Regions from separate parts of the Callithrix jacchus genome. Here region 1 is linked to region 2. Evidence: chromatin contacts called from public Hi-C data. All regions are on one chromosome and are shown on one strand. Each heading gives the region's core, a stretch centred on a gene start, on an enhancer-like site or on the middle of the called end of the contact. The rest is flanking DNA. Distances are from core to core; before and after follow the strand shown.

Region 1 (6,870 bases), core at 9-2,508, 130 kb after region 2:
CCCTGGCCCCTTGTGCCTGCATCCTGAGACCCTGGGTGCCAGCAGCTCCTCCTCTGCCCCAGCTCTCATAGGGAAACCCTAGCCCCGCCCTGCAGGTTCTCAGTATGAATCAGGGAGCCCCAGCACAGCTATTTTCAATACATTATTTTATCACCCCACCCCCGGCTGCTCTGTGGCTTGGGTCATTGCCTCGAGTTCCTCCTCTTCTCACTCTTGGGCTGTTCTGAGCCGGGACCAGGAGTAGACATGGGTGCGGGGCCTGGGGGAGTTGTGCTCTGTGGGCTGGGGGCTGCTGCTGTTGGGTCCTGGGTGAGGAAGTTCCTGGGGCTGACACCCACCATCTGGGGTGGGGTGTGAAGCCTGTGTGAGCCCTGGATGCTGCGGCATGGTGGGCATATCAGGGAGTGCAGCATGAACCTGCTGTGTAACTTGGAGGGGGGAGTGCAGCCTGGACCTGTTATGTAACCTGGGGGGCTGCAGTGTGGACCCGATGTGTAACCTGGGGGGGAATGCAGCATGGACCTGCTGTGTAGCCTGGAGAGTTGCGGGGGGTGGTTGCAGCATGGACCTGCTGTGTAACCTGGAGGATGGGGGAGTGCAGCGTGGTCCTGCTGTGTAGCCTGGGGGGGTGGGTGCAGCCTGGACCTGCTGTGTAACTGGAAGGGGGTGCATCGTGGACCTGCTGTGTAGCCTGGAGGGTGGGGTGGGGCGGTGCAGTGTGGTCCTGCTGTGTAGCCTGGAGTAGGGGGCGGGTGCAGTGTGGACCTGCTGTGTAGCCTGGAGAGTGGTGGGGGGGTGCAGTGTGGTCCTGCTGTGTAGCCTGGAGTGGGGGGGGGCGGTGCAGCATGGTCCTGCTGTGTAGCCTGGAGTGGGGGGGGGCAGTGCAGCATGGTCCTGCTGTGTAGCCTGGAGGGTGGCGGGGGGGGGTGCATTGTGGACCTGCTGTGTAGCCTGGAGAGTGGTGGGGGGGTGCAGTGTGGTCCTGCTCTGTAGCCTCCGGGGGGCGGTGCAGCATGGTCCTGCTGTGTAGCCTGGAGGGTGGGGGGGTGGCAGTGCAGCGTGGTCCTGCTGTGTAGCCTGGAGGGTGGCGAGGGGGTGCAGCATCGTCCTGCTGTGTAGCCTGGAGGGTGTGGGGGTGCAGTGTGGATCTGCTGTGTAGCCTGGGGGGGGGTGCAGCGTGGTCCTGCTGTGTAGCCTGGAGGGTGGCATCTTTGCAGGAGCTAAGAGTGGTGGGCATGGTCCCGGAGCAGGGTCCTGGAAGGTCCCCACACCATGCCCTGTGGCTTCCCGGCTGTGACACACTGGGGGTAGCTCCAGGTAGGACAGGCACCCTACCTGCCTCCAGCCAGGTAGAGGCCCAGGACCTCAGTTTCCCCCGACATAACAGGGGAGGGTGAGCCCCCAGGGGAGTGCAGAGGGTCCCATGTGATTATCTTTAGCACAGGCCTGTGACTCAGAGGCCGGGACCCGCCTTTTCCTGTGTCACCCTCAGGGCCCTCGAGTTTCTATCTTGACATCGGGGAAAGAAAGTCGTGTGGCTGCTCTGCTTGGTTTTATTTCTGGGTGGAAACTGGCCCCTCCCCGCTTCCTGTGTGGCGAGGGGTGAACAGGGCGAGCCCTCAGCTGCTGGCAGCACTGGCTGGGGGGCTCCTCTCTTCCCATCCCAGCAAGCACCCCTGTGTCCAGGCTGGACAGGGCTCTGCATTCATGTCTGGGGCTCCCAGAATGCAGAAACACATGCCCAGCAGCCCAGAGCAACAGAAATCTACTTTCTCCCTGCTCTGGAGGCTGGAGGTTGGAGGCTGCTTCTCACGAGGCCTCTCTGGGGCGTGTCCTCACATGGTGGATCCTGTGTGCCCATCTGTGTCCTAATTCCCCTTCCTAAGGGCTCCTGGCACATTGATTGGAGGCCACCTTGCTCCTGTGTGGCCTCATCTTAACTAAACTGCAACCACGATATTTCCAACTCAAGGCACACTCAGGCCCTGGGGGCAGGTCTCCCTGTAGGATGGGGGTGCAGTTCAGGTGGTGGCAGCCTCATAAACACCTGGAATGGCCAACAGGGGCCAGGGCCGGGGGCTGAGTGGCAGGTGCGGGGCTGTGAGCACCACCCTGGCTATTTTCCCTGTAATAAAAAGGGAAAAAACCCACCTGTATGAGCCACTCATTCACTGTGTAAAAGCAAAGCTAGGACTCTGCGGGGTCACTTTCCTGAGAGGCAAAGCCTCCAGGAAGGGTGTTGACGGGGTCCTGAAATCCATGCAGCAGAAGCCGGCCGAACTCGGGCAGAAGGCACACTCAGGGACGGACACTCAGGGACGGACACTCAGGGATGGACACAGGGCGGAATCTGCACCAGGGCAGGGCTGCAGACCCCGTGGGTGCCCTGCCCTGAGGGCTTTTGGCAGGTGTGGTTGTCAAAGCCATCCCTGGCACCTGCCTCTTGTCCAGAAGCCCCTGGCTTCCACACTATAGCCTGGGGTTCTCCTATGGCTCCAAGAGGCTGCTCTGTGACCCTCGGGTTGCAGACAGGATGCTGGGTGCTGGGGGGGCAATGCCTCTGCGGTCACACAGCCAGAGCAGCTCAGGTGGCTGCCTGGTGTCCCCAAAAAGACGTGTTCAAGTCTTAACCCGCAGCACCTGTGAAGGTGAACTTACTTGGAAATAGGGGCCGGACACAAGGCTCACGCCTGTAATCTCAGCTCTGTAGGAGGCCCAGGTGGGAGGACTGCTTGACCCCAGGAGTTCCAGACCAGTTTGGGCAACATACTGAGCTCTTGTCTCTACAAAAAATTAAAAACTTAGCCAAGCTGTCGTGGTGCACACCTCTAGTCCCAGCTGCTCGGGAGGCCGAGGCAGGAGGATCCTAGAGTGCCAGAGTTGGAGGCTGCAGTGAGCTGTGATTGCACTGTTGCACCCCAGCCTGGAAGACACAGTGAGACCCTGTCTCTAAAAGAAAGAAAAGAAATAGAATCGGCTGGGCACAGTGGCTCACGCCTGTAATCCCAGCACTTTGGGAGGCCTAGGCAGGCGGATCACCTGAGGTCAGGAGTTCAAGACCAGCCTGTCCAACATGGAGAAACCCCATCTCTAGTAAAAATACAAAAGTAGCTGGGCATGGTGGTGGGAGCCTGTAATCCCAGCTGCTTGGGAGGCAGAGGCAGGAGAATCGCTTGAACCTGGGAGATGGAGGTTGCGATGAGCCGAGATCCTGCCAGAGCTGAGATCCTGCCATTGCGCTCTAGACTGTGCAACAAGAGCAAAACTCCACCTCAAAAAAAAAAAACAACAAAAAAAAACTAAACTTAAAAAAAAAAAATAGGATCTTTGCAGATGAATTCAGGTTAAGATAAGGTCAGTCAAGCATGGTGGCTCACACTAGTAATCCCAGCACTTCGGGAGGCTGAGGTGGGTGAGATCGAGACCATCCTGGCCAACATGGTGAAACCCCTGCCTCTACTATAAAATACAAAAATTAGCTGGGTGTGGTGGCGTGAGCCTGTAGTCCCAGCTACTTGGGAGGCTGAGGCAGGAGGATTGCTTGAACCCGGGAGGCGGAGGTTGCGGTGAGCCGAGATCTTGCACTCCAGCCTGGTGACAAAGCAAGACTCTGTCTCAAAAAAAAAGCTGCCGGGCCTCGGGCGGGCAGACTGGGGTGGGCTTTTACTTTCTAAATCCTAGATGAGCCAGCCTCCCTAATCATCACAGAGGTGCACATGAAAAGGAGGGGTTCAGCTGCGTGAGGTAGCTCATGCCCAAAATCCCAGCACTATGAGAGGCAAAGGCAGGAGGATCGCTTGAGCCTAGGAGTTTGAGACCAGCCTGGGCAACATGGCAAGACCCTGTGTCTACAAAAAAAAATTACCCAGGTGTGGTGGCATGTGCCTGTGGTTCCAGCTACTGAGGAAGCGGAGGCAGGAGGGTCGCCTGAGCCTAGGAGGTCAAGACTGGGGTAAGCTGCAACTGCACCACTGCACTCTAGCCTGGGCAACACAGTGAGACACCATCTCACTAAAAAAAAGAAGAAAAGGCCAGGCATGGTGGCTCACACCTGTAACTCCAGCACTTTGGGAGGCCAACACAGGTGGATCACCTGAGGTCAGGAGTTCAGGACCAGCCTTGGCAACATGGTGGAAACCCATCTCTACTAAAAATATAAAAATTAGTTGGGCATGGGGGCAGGTGCCTGTAATCCTGGCTACTCAGGAGGCTGAGATGGCAGACTTGCTTGAACCCTGGAGGTGGAGGTTGCAGTGAGCTGAGATCATGCCACTGCATTCCAGCCTGGGCAATAGAGCAAGACTCCATCTCAAAAAAAAGTAGTAAATAAAGAGGAGACATCAAAAGAGGGAACTAACTGATGAGCAAACCGTTTTAAAAACCAAAGCTGGGCTGGGTATGGGGGCTCACACCTGTAATCCCTGCGCTTTGGGAGGCCAAGGTGGGCAGATCACCTGAGGTCAGGAGTTTGAGAGCAGCCTGGCCAACATTGTGACACCCTGTCTCTAGTAAAAATACAAAAGTAGCCGGGCGTAGTGGTGCACACCTGTAATCCCAGCTATCGGGAGGCTGAGGCAGAGACTTGCTTAAACCTGGGAGTCAGAGGTTATGGTGAGCAGAGATCGCACCATTGCACTCCAGCCTGGGTGACAGAGCAAGACTCCGTTTAAAAAAAAAAAAAAAAAAAGCTGGCAGGCATCTCACTCAGCTCTCTGAGAAGCATGGGTACCTGATAGCCATGTCCAGTGCCCTGGAGGCTGACCCCTCAGTTCTTTTGGGGTCAGCAGCCCAGAGAGCAGCATGTGTGTGGGGTTGGAGGCCGCCTCAGCCCAGTGGCTCAGTCTCTCCTCTCCTGGCAGGCTCCTTCGAGAACAGTGGATCCGGGCCAAGTATGAGCGGCAGGAGTTTATCTATCCTGAGAAGCAGGAGCCCTACTCAGCAGGTGAGGCCGCCTGGGTGGGGTGGGGCCCCCTCCCCATCTCCTTCTCTCTCCCCAGCTCCCCCTCCCTCTGTCTCCCTCTCTCTCTGCATCTCCGTCTTCTCCCTCTTTATCCACTTCTCCCCTTCCCAGCTCCCTCACCCACCCTCACCTGTCTCTCTCCATCTTTCTCCCTGTCTCTGTCTTGCTGTGTCTATCTCCCTGTTTCTGTCTCTCACCCTCTCTGTGTCTGTTTCTCTCTTTTTGTCTCTCTCTCTCCCTCTCTGTCTCCATCTCTGTGTCTGTCTCTCTCTCCCCCATCTCTTTGTCTCCCTCTTTATCTCTAGCTCTCTGTCTCTCCCTCCCTCCCTCTCATGGGGAGAGTCATTATTAACCTGGGTAACTCTCTCATGGGTTTGAACACTTGTCCCTGGACCCATTTTGTCCTCTGACTCTGAGCAGGGTGACTGGGTGCTTGGGGTCCCCACAGCTGTCTACAGTCCAACCCAGAAGGAGTGGGGTGCATGGGGACCCTGTGGGGCCATAACAGGCCCCCTCCTCTGCTGTGGTGACATGTACTTCCATTAGGGGGCAGCCTGCAGGAACCCCTCTCTGGAGCAGGGTGGGCCCGAGGGCCGGGGTGAGGGTCCTGGTGAGGGGCTGGAGGGTGTCCTCTGCGTGGGGACACCGTGCTGCAGGTGGGGAGGGTGCAGCTCAGGTCTGCTCCACCTCCCTGGGCCTGGCTGGGTGCCACTGGGGGCCATCAGGGCGGCAGAGACATCAGGCAGCATCTTGGAGCTTCATGGGCTGGCACAGTTGTGGAGGTGGGAGCTGGGAGGCAGTGCCATGGGGACCTAGGAGGCCAGCCCACCCCAGCCTCAGTCTCCCAGTGCTGCGCAGCGCAGTGGGCCAAGCCTTAGGCCATGCCTCCCGGGGCCCCCCCAACCCCTGCTTCTCTCTTGGGTCTCATTTAAATGCTGGGAGCTTGAGTTGGAGCCCCCAGCTGGTCGGGCTGGCTTCCTCTCCTGGCTGCTCTGTGTGAGGTGGGCTTGGGGACTGGGGGCCTTGAGTGCTTTTTCCCTAGGGCAGCCCTGTGTGGTGAGCACTGCCCCAGCGGCTCCCCCAGCACAGGCCCCAGGGCCTTCCCCAGGCTTTGCGGGGGCACCACCCCACCCCTTGCCCCCTCCTGTCTTGTCTCTAGTCTCTGGCTCAGGGCAGTGGACCCCAGGCCCCTGACCACTCCCCGCAATGGCCACTCCTGCCCTCAGGCCTGATCCTGGGTGGGAATCCCAGGGTCCCTCATGCTCTCTTGGCCCTCAGTGTGGGACCTGCGGGACTCTGCCACCTCTTCGGCAGGCGAGGCCTGTGGATAAATATGTCACTCAGCAAACCATGATCTTACAGGCCAGGAGGGGCTGTGTGCAGGGGCAGGTCCAACATCCCCATCTTAGCCAGGCAGGCAGTGCCCAGTTATCCCCGTGTCCCACGTGCTGGGTGTCTGCACACTGGAGCTTCCTGAGTGCCCCTTCTTCGACAAATGGGGAAACCCAGCCAAGCCTAACCCTAGGGCCTGGCTCTGAGCATCAGCACAGGTGGGGTGGGGTCCAGAGGGCTGGACGAGGAGGTGCTGCTGGGTGTGGCCTCGCAGGGAGGAGGCAGCCCCCATGGCCTGGACCTTCAACCCCAGCAGTGCCCCATTCCCCTTGCACGAGAGAGAGGAACACAAGGATGGGCGCCAGGGCTCATGCCCGTGATCCCAGCACTTTGGGAGGCCAAGGCAGAAGATTGCTGGGGGTCACACAATCCTGGGCAACACAGTAAGAAAATTAAATGGATGTGGTGGCACCACCTGTGGTCCCCAGGCCCCTAATCAACGTGGGAGGCTGAGGCAGGAGGAGCCTTTAAGTGCTAAAGTTCAGGGCTATAGTGAGCTGTGATTGTGCTACTGCACT
Region 2 (7,698 bases), core at 3,815-6,314:
CACGTGTGGCCTCACACCTACAGACCACTGTGCAGCTGCCCGTGGAGACGGAGGCACAGAGTGCAGGCACAAGATGGATGCAGGCAGGCGCAGTCATGGCAAGGCACCTGCGGGATGCCTTGGGTCCTTGACTGCATCTGGGTCAATCTGAGTCGTGAAGCCCTCTGTTCTGGAAGCAGCAGGCATCCCGGCCACCTCTTCAACCCCATTCACTTCATTTTTAAGTTGGGTTGGAGCAGCCCCTGCTCTGGGTAGCTCAGGCTGGCCAGATGGCCCGTGAGGTGTATGCTCTTGAGCCTCATGGACACCGTGCCCACGGGTCCCACGTGGCGTGCCTCACAGTGTTCACACACAAGCCTCTTGCCCCTGCCACCCTCTCTCAGGCCTGCAGGGCGCTGTGGAGCCACGCATTGTGTACGAGTGCTCTGGCCCCCTCGCCGTGAGGGAACATCAGCCTGCACTCGGTGGTGATAAGTAGCTCCCATGAGTGGCATGGAATTAAGAACAGTGGCCAAACTGAGAGGAAGTGGTTTGGAATGTTTGTTTAATTCAGGCAAATTGGAAAAAGATCTTTTCAACATGGACTGCAAGTCTGAAGTACGAGTAAGGCTGTCCAGATGTCCCATCCCGCAGCCATCAGCTGCAGACCTTCGTGTGGGAGTGTGTGCTCCTGCGGCATGGTGTTTGTGGATGTCGCTGTCAGGTGCTGTCCCTGCTTGTAGGGTCCACCCTGGTCTCCCATGTGGTTATAGCCAGGCCTGGCCACCCAGTGGGTGGGGGATGGAGGCAGACACACAACTGAACTTGGCCATAAGAGCACAGTCTGGAGCTGAGGTGAAGGCCGCTGCCTGCTTTCTGCTTATTATTGCGCTTTTCTTGTGGACAGGAGGGAGCCCTGTACAGACAGAAGGAAGCCATGGCTTTCAGAGGCCTCCCTGTCCCTCCCCGAGGCCATGCCTCGTCTGGGTCAGGGGCTCCCGGGTTCCTAAGCAGGGTTGGCTCTGGCTCTACAGCCTGCCTGCTGTGTGTGGGATGAGGCCAGTGCTCCTGGTGCCCAGCTACCTAATGTGCATGTGTGACCTGAGCGCCGGGTCTCACCTTCCCCGTCCACCTGATGGGTGCCGCACAGGCTCTCTGGCTGCCCCTTGCTCTGGGCTGCCCCCTTACTGCCGTGCCCAACTAAAGCTGGTGTGTTGGTACTTAGGTTTTGTTGTGGTTCTTCTGCCCAGGCTCTACAAGGAAAGGGAAGAATTCTGAGTGGCCCCAGACAGGCTCCCCTTCTCCTACCTTTCATGAACCTCACTGGTTCTTAGGAGTGGTCTTAGGAGAGAGGGGTCCTCACAGTTATCCCAGAAGCCCTCTCAAGTCCCGGGCCTGGCGAGGTCAGTCTGGTGGAGCAGACCCCCCCCACCCAGCCTGGGCACCACGCCTGTCTCCCGGTGGTACTGCCCAGCACAGCCCCCCGCCCTGAGGGCCCTGGTGGCCCTGGATGACAGCACACTAGGAGGAACCAAGCCATTCTCTATGTGGCACTGCCTGGCACAGTTTCCCAGCCCTGGTGGTGCTGGTGGTCCTGAATGAGGGCATGCTGGGAGGGACCCAACCCTTTGGGAGCCGCAGGTCGCACTCTTGTTGGGCTGCCGGGTGGGGGACATGCTCCCCCTCTCCTCCACTGCTGCCACTCTGCAGCCTAGGAGGCAAAGTGACATGCAGGGCCCGTGCCATCTCCCACTTGGCTGGCCTTCTTGTTCTTCCCACCTGGCCCCTGCACCCTGGGCCGTGGCGGCCTGGCACCCTCTCCCCTATCTTACCCCTAAAGGCAGTGCAAGCAGAGTGGGCCAAGGTGCAGGGCCCAGGTCAGACGGTTCTCAGGCCCCCTCTCTCACTGAGAGCTTCCCACGTGTGGGGCACTTTGTATATAATTGACTGCGACCCTCTGTAGTCAAAGTCATGGAGTCAGAGGGATGAGGTCATTGCTGCTGGTACTCAGCTGCTTAATGATGTGACTGCAGTCTGAGCCTGGGTGCTTTGGCTGAGAACCTGGACTTTTAAAAATTTTTTAAATGTACGTGTGGTAAAATACTCCTTTTGGCACACACCACAGAGGCATCTAGTCACAGAAGCACTGCGCTTGCAGGCAGCACACGAAACCATTCTGTTCCAGACTCCTCTGCCCGTCCCTGGTTGGTCCACCCCTCTTTCCATCCAACCCAACACTGCATGGTTGCCCTCTGCTCCGGTGATCAGACTCCCCAGCCCATCGCGCGGGCGGCACCTGGGCGTGTGGAGCCCCCAAGCCTGGCTGTCCCCTGCCTCCTGCACTTGAGATTGTGTGTGACGTTGTGCGCGAAGTGACTGTGCCTGCTCGCCACTAAGCACAGTAGGCTGTGCCGCAGTCTGTCCATCCACCGTGGGGTGACACTTGAGTTCCTTCCAGATTTCGTCTGTTATAAAGCTGCTCTGAATGTCTGCATACAGGGTTTCATGTGAGCGTAAATTTTATTTTCGATGGATCCCTAAGATTGGGCATTGCTGGTTCTTACAGTGAGTACACATTTAGCTTTATATGAAACCACCAAAGTGATCACTCAGTTTTTCATTCCCGCCAGAACCTATGCTTCTAACTTCAGCGAAAGCAAAGGATCTTACTGAGCCCCGGAGTTCCCTGGGAAGAACTCTGCGCAGTCTGTTTCGGGCCAAAAGCCAGGAGTTTGTGGGACTCACTCCCGAGCTGTGCCGAGGGGCTGCCAAGGTCAGGCTGGGGGCTTGGGGAGCTCCCCAAAGCCAGGCCCTTGAGAATTGTATGCTCATTGGCAGTATTGGCTCTTGCTCCTTCAACAGCCCTTCAGAGTGGTTCTAGAAATTGTGGAATTTCTCCACTTCTCCAGGCTGCTTCCCCAGAGCCGGGAGGCAGGGGACTCCTGTGATGAGGGCTGGTGTCTCCTGTGGGCCCATGCCTCCTGGAGGGCATCTGGGAATCACCCCTGCCCCTGGGCCTCTCAGCCCTGGCCAGGGCCTGCCCACCATGGGCACCTCAAAGGAGCTGCCCCCGCCTCACTTCCCGTAATGCATCTGCTCTGGGCATGGACGGGAGTTCTGCAGATTTGCTCAGCACACTGGTTTATTCAATGTTTTCCGGGCGTCTTCCTGGGTTTTATTATCATTTTTAATGGATAAGTAATTGCAGTGCTGTGACGGTAGTTCACGAAACTGTTTCCCCTGGGTGGACAGTTGAGCAGTTTCTGAACTGCTTTTCTAGATCCTTTCCAGGTCTGCTCTTGTTTTACACATCTTCCCAAGGTGGTTCACACATTATTGTTTCTGTGTAGAAGCAGCGTGAACTTCTGAGGTCACAGTTCTCTCGCGTGATTTGGGGTGCCCATGTAGGGAAGCGGACAGCAGAAGAGCAGCCAGACATTGCCTGCTTGGGGACCCAGGATGGCTGTGGAGGTCTGCTGGTCACCCTTCCCTGGCCTCAGCTCTGTCCCTGTGGGCCCTCGGGTCTCAGCTTCTAGTTGCTTGGGAGTGTAATTTGAGACTTCATCGTATAAAGGCCTTGGGACACAGCCTTGGCTGTGGTTGCTTCTCCACTGCCGCCTCACCCTGGCAAAGGCTGTGGGATGTGTTTCTGTCCATCCAGAGGTGGAGGTTGGGCACATCTTGCTTCTCACTTGGGTCGGGAGACCCAGCGCATACCTGCGGGACCCCTATACTGTCAGTGAAGATGGACCAAGGCCCTGGGCCTCCATGCATCACCCTTGAGAAATCCTGGAGCTTCTCAGCTCCCCTTTCCCTCCTCAGCAGCAGGATGCCCAGAAATAGCACACGGCCCCTCTTCTGCCCGGGAGAGGCCCTTCCCACTGTCCCAATACTCAGAAACAACACACAGCCCCTCCCCTGCCCAGGAGAAGCCCTTCCCACTGTCCCCATACCTAGAAACAGCACACAGCTCCTCCCCTGCCCATGAGAAGCCCTTCCCACTGTCCCACTGTCCTGGCTGTTCCACGGTGCCGAGAGCAGGTTTGAATCAGCAGGACAGGACTGGAGTTCATTAGAGATGGCTGCTTCTGCCCCATTGGGATGCCCGTGGCCCTGTCTGCCCAGTGCAGGCCATGTCAGCCTCTCCTCCCTTGTATGGAGGCCACTTTGTGTGAGCCCGTCAGCACTCCTTCACAAAGCTCAGTGGGTGCTTGGCCCTGTGGGCTGGACTGACCCCACTCCTGTTGCCATGAACTATGGGCAGCAGGCAGGAGGGTCTTGGCCCTGGCAGCCAGGGTTTTGTGGCTCCACAGGCTCCTGGCAAGGGTGGCTGTCAGGACCGAGATCCCGGTGGCCACTCCTTGCTGGCTGCTTTGCCCTGGCAGGACCTGGTGGGGCTGTTAGCGGCTCTTGGCTTCCTGCTCCTCCTGTAGCAACCTTCGTGCCCTCCTGCCCCTCGTGGCCCCAGCCCTCCCTCTCCACAGGCCTTCCCACCTCCTCAGCTGGCCATTCACCAGCAGCCTTGACAGATCCCTGACCAGCTGGGGCGGTGGGGGGATGGAGCTGAGTGTTTGGGGGAAGAGTGAACTAGGGCTTGAGGGACACCTGGCCAGCCAGAGCCAAACGGGTGAGCTACAGGCCCTGCCCCACTCCATGTGTCCTTCACGGAGCTCCCAGCCTCTGTCTAGAGCAGGCACTGTCCCAGAGTCCCAGCGGGCAGGTGAGGCCTGGCCTGGCTGTGAGTCCCGCATGGGGTAAGGTGGTAAAGCCCAGGTTTTCACCTGATCGGCCTGCAATCCTGGCCGACTAGCCAAGCCCCAGGAGCGCATTTGGGCCCTGTAAGCCTGCACCTGGAGCTTCACCCAGGGGTCAGGCATGGGCTGTGCAGGAGCTGCTGCTAGAAGCAGCATGCGTCCCTATGCTCCCCTCCCCCAGCTCTCTGAGAAGGCTGCAGCTTTGGGCTGGGAAGAGTCCTGGCTGAGTCCCCCAGTCCCTGGTCCCTGAAGGCAGAGAGCCCTGCCAAGTGGAGGAAAAGATCTTGGACATTAACTCAGGGCCAGCTTCCCTTCCTCTGCGGCTTTTCCCAGGGCCAGCCCTGTTGGAAACTGCAAGTGTAGACCTTTACATTTCTCCCTGGTGCTCATGCCTTGTGGATGACGCTTACTCATGTTAAGGGAACCCTCTCAGGCCTGTTTACACCTCGCCCAGCCCACCTGCAGTCTCTGAAAACCAGCACGGCACATCCACAGGAGACCACCAGTGCTGCAGGGGGACTACTCCCCAGAGCCTGTGCCTGGGAGAGAGGTCCCCCCACCGCCGCCTGCTGAGCACCATGCAGGCCCAGGAAAGGTGGTGCCTCTCACAGTGGTGCCCCTTGCAGCCTCACTGACGGTGCTTCTCCCTGGCGTGCTCCTCCCTGGCATGCCCCTCCCTGGTGTGCTCCACGCTGCAGTGCTTCTCCTACCCTTCTAGCGGGTCTGAATGCTTGTTCCAGCCAGTTGTACAGCCCTGACTCTGCCACGTTGGCCTCCCTCAGCTGCTTGTCACAAGACCCCCGTGGTTTCTGACAGGGCCCCAGGCGCGGATCTTCCCGAGCTCCACTGTGAATTGCTTCACCCTCTGGTCCTTGGACCCATCCTGACTTGGTGGACTCGACCACTGGAGCTGAGAGTGGGGTGCCCTGGAAAGTGACATCCCCAGGCTTTGGTGACTCAGACTCTGCTGTTCTTACTGGAGATCAGGAGGTTTTTTTAATAAACGTGACCCGATTTGTTGTGCGGCCTCGGTTGGCTTCCAGAGCCCTCAAATGGTTGTTTCTAACCATCCTTCCAGCTTGTCACTGCTCAGGTGGCCTAGGAGCCACACCCCTCGCATGTTTGGTCCTCAGGAGAATTCAAGGAGGCCAGAGGAGGGGGTGTGTTGGGCAGAGGCTACGGCAAGGCTGGTCCTGGGATGCTGCAGGCGCCCTCCACAGACTGCTTTGCCCTTGGTTCATTCCGCTGCTCTCCCACAGCCCACATATCTGTAGTCGCAAGGAGGAGCCCCCCGGCTCATGCATCTTCCTGCTTATGACGTGGGGCAGCTGCCAGGCTGGAGGGATGTCTGTCCTGCTCTCAGCTCTGTACCCACCCTGGATTCCACCCGCCTTGCCCTCTGCTCTCTGATCGGCAGAGCTTATGACACTGGCAGGTCCCTCGGGTGTTTGCTCAGCAGGCTGTGTGGCATGTCAGGCGCAGGCCTCATGGCTGCCGCCTCCCCAGCTGCTATGCTGTTTCTTCTGCATCTCCTCAGCACCCCTCCTGGCCTCGGACGCCTCTGCGACCTCAGAGCATGGGGCCTGGGGCCATGGGACACAGACACCTTGGGGAGTTGCAGGTTCTGGGACAGAAGCGTTTCCAAGGAAGGCAGTTTTCAGGTTGGCTCCACGTCTGCAGCGCTGCTTCCTTGCCCCCTACCCCGCCGTGCTAACGGTCACTGTGGCAGTGGTCACTGAGCGCCTCTGGTCTGCTGAGTGCCGTGTGCTGCTGTAAACGCCACTTGGTTGCAGTTCATGCAGCTCTGACCCTAGGTTCTGTCGTTGGGATTGTCCTTTTGTAGACAAGGAAATTGCAGTTTAGAAAGCACTTGTTGGAGTTGGCCCTGCACCCGCTGGGCTGGACCTGCCCCGAGGAGAGGGAGGAATGTGTTCCCCAGTGTTGAGATGCTGGCTGCCAGGTCCTGTGCTGTGGAACCCCAAGAAGGGTGCCAGGGTTTGGGAAGGGGGCGTTGCAGCAGCGGTGAATTCAAGGGCATTCTTCACTTTTCCCACAGACCTTCTGTTTTCATAAGAACCACATACCAGCCGGGGAAGGAAACCACAGTGAAAACAGTGGCTCAGGGACTTGTGAGAAGGTAAGAAAGCTCTAAGTTGTTGAATAGCAGCAAGTCAGTACCACGGCAGCTCAGTCACAGATTCTAGCAGGATTACAGGTTGGGAAGCTGAGCCTGAGGGGTGGGTGGGAGCTCACCTGGGACACGCAGGAAGAGCTGCTGGTGCTGGGGAGCAGCTGCCGGCCATGTGTCTCCCAAACAGGAGTGGAACAGGGTGAGGAAGGGCATTGTGGCTAGAAAGCTTTCTGCCCTTCCCTTCCGCTGGCCTCTGGTCATTGTCTTTAATTATTTTTAAATTCATACCAAAGGAGGGTTTATGTTGTTTCCGTGTGAAGCCGCAGAATGGGTGAGAACCACAGGTCACAAGAGTGCCTTCCTCTCTGTGGCCAGCCCTGAGTTTCAGGACCTGGTTTTGGTTGGTGGGCCCGGGACGTTTTCAGATCCTTCTAGAGACAACAAAATGACAGTAAGGGAACATTGTAACAACCGTATGCCAATATTGGGCAGGTTCTTTTAAAATACAAATTACCTTAGTGACCCAAGAAGAATTTGAAGCCTCCATCAGTCCTGTAAAGGTTAAAGAAGTTGACTCCAGGCCAGGCGCCCTGGCTCACGCCTTTGCTCCCAGCACTTTGGGAGGCTAAGGCAGGTGGATCACTTGAGGTCAGGAGCTTAAGACCAGCCTGGCCAACATGGTGAGACCCCAGCTCTACTAAAAATACAAAACTTAGCTGGGCATGATGGTGCGCACCTGTAGGCCCAGCTACTTGGGAGGCTGAGGCAGGAGAATCTGAACTCAGGAAGCAGAGGTTGCAGTGAGCCGAGATTGTGCCACTGCACTCCAGCCTG

The links. Hi-C and Micro-C count contacts between places; a contact is called where the count stands out from the background.
Region 1: a contact with region 2 is called in a Hi-C map of induced pluripotent stem cells, with 2.2 times the contacts expected there. The contact joins two enhancer-like sites. A contact is called at or near these places in 2 of 3 Hi-C or Micro-C datasets (induced pluripotent stem cells and skeletal muscle).

Annotation. Positions count from the first base shown.
Region 1 is chr2:58,094,108-58,100,977 of calJac240_pri, forward strand. It overlaps ADAP1 (ArfGAP with dual PH domains 1), which reads left to right. Exons shown (of 12, transcript XM_035290164.3): 5 at 4,860-4,942. Among named protein-coding and RNA genes, the nearest start is that of ADAP1, 36 kb to the left of the region's middle. Within about 2 kb of position 1,259, at least 2 of the 16 cell types and tissues checked have an H3K27ac peak or open chromatin away from gene starts, as enhancers often do.
Region 2 is chr2:57,956,302-57,963,999 of calJac240_pri, forward strand. All of the region lies in intron 2 of CHLSN (cholesin), which reads left to right. Among named protein-coding and RNA genes, the nearest start is that of GPER1, 11 kb to the left of the region's middle. Within about 2 kb of position 5,065, at least 2 of the 16 cell types and tissues checked have an H3K27ac peak or open chromatin away from gene starts, as enhancers often do.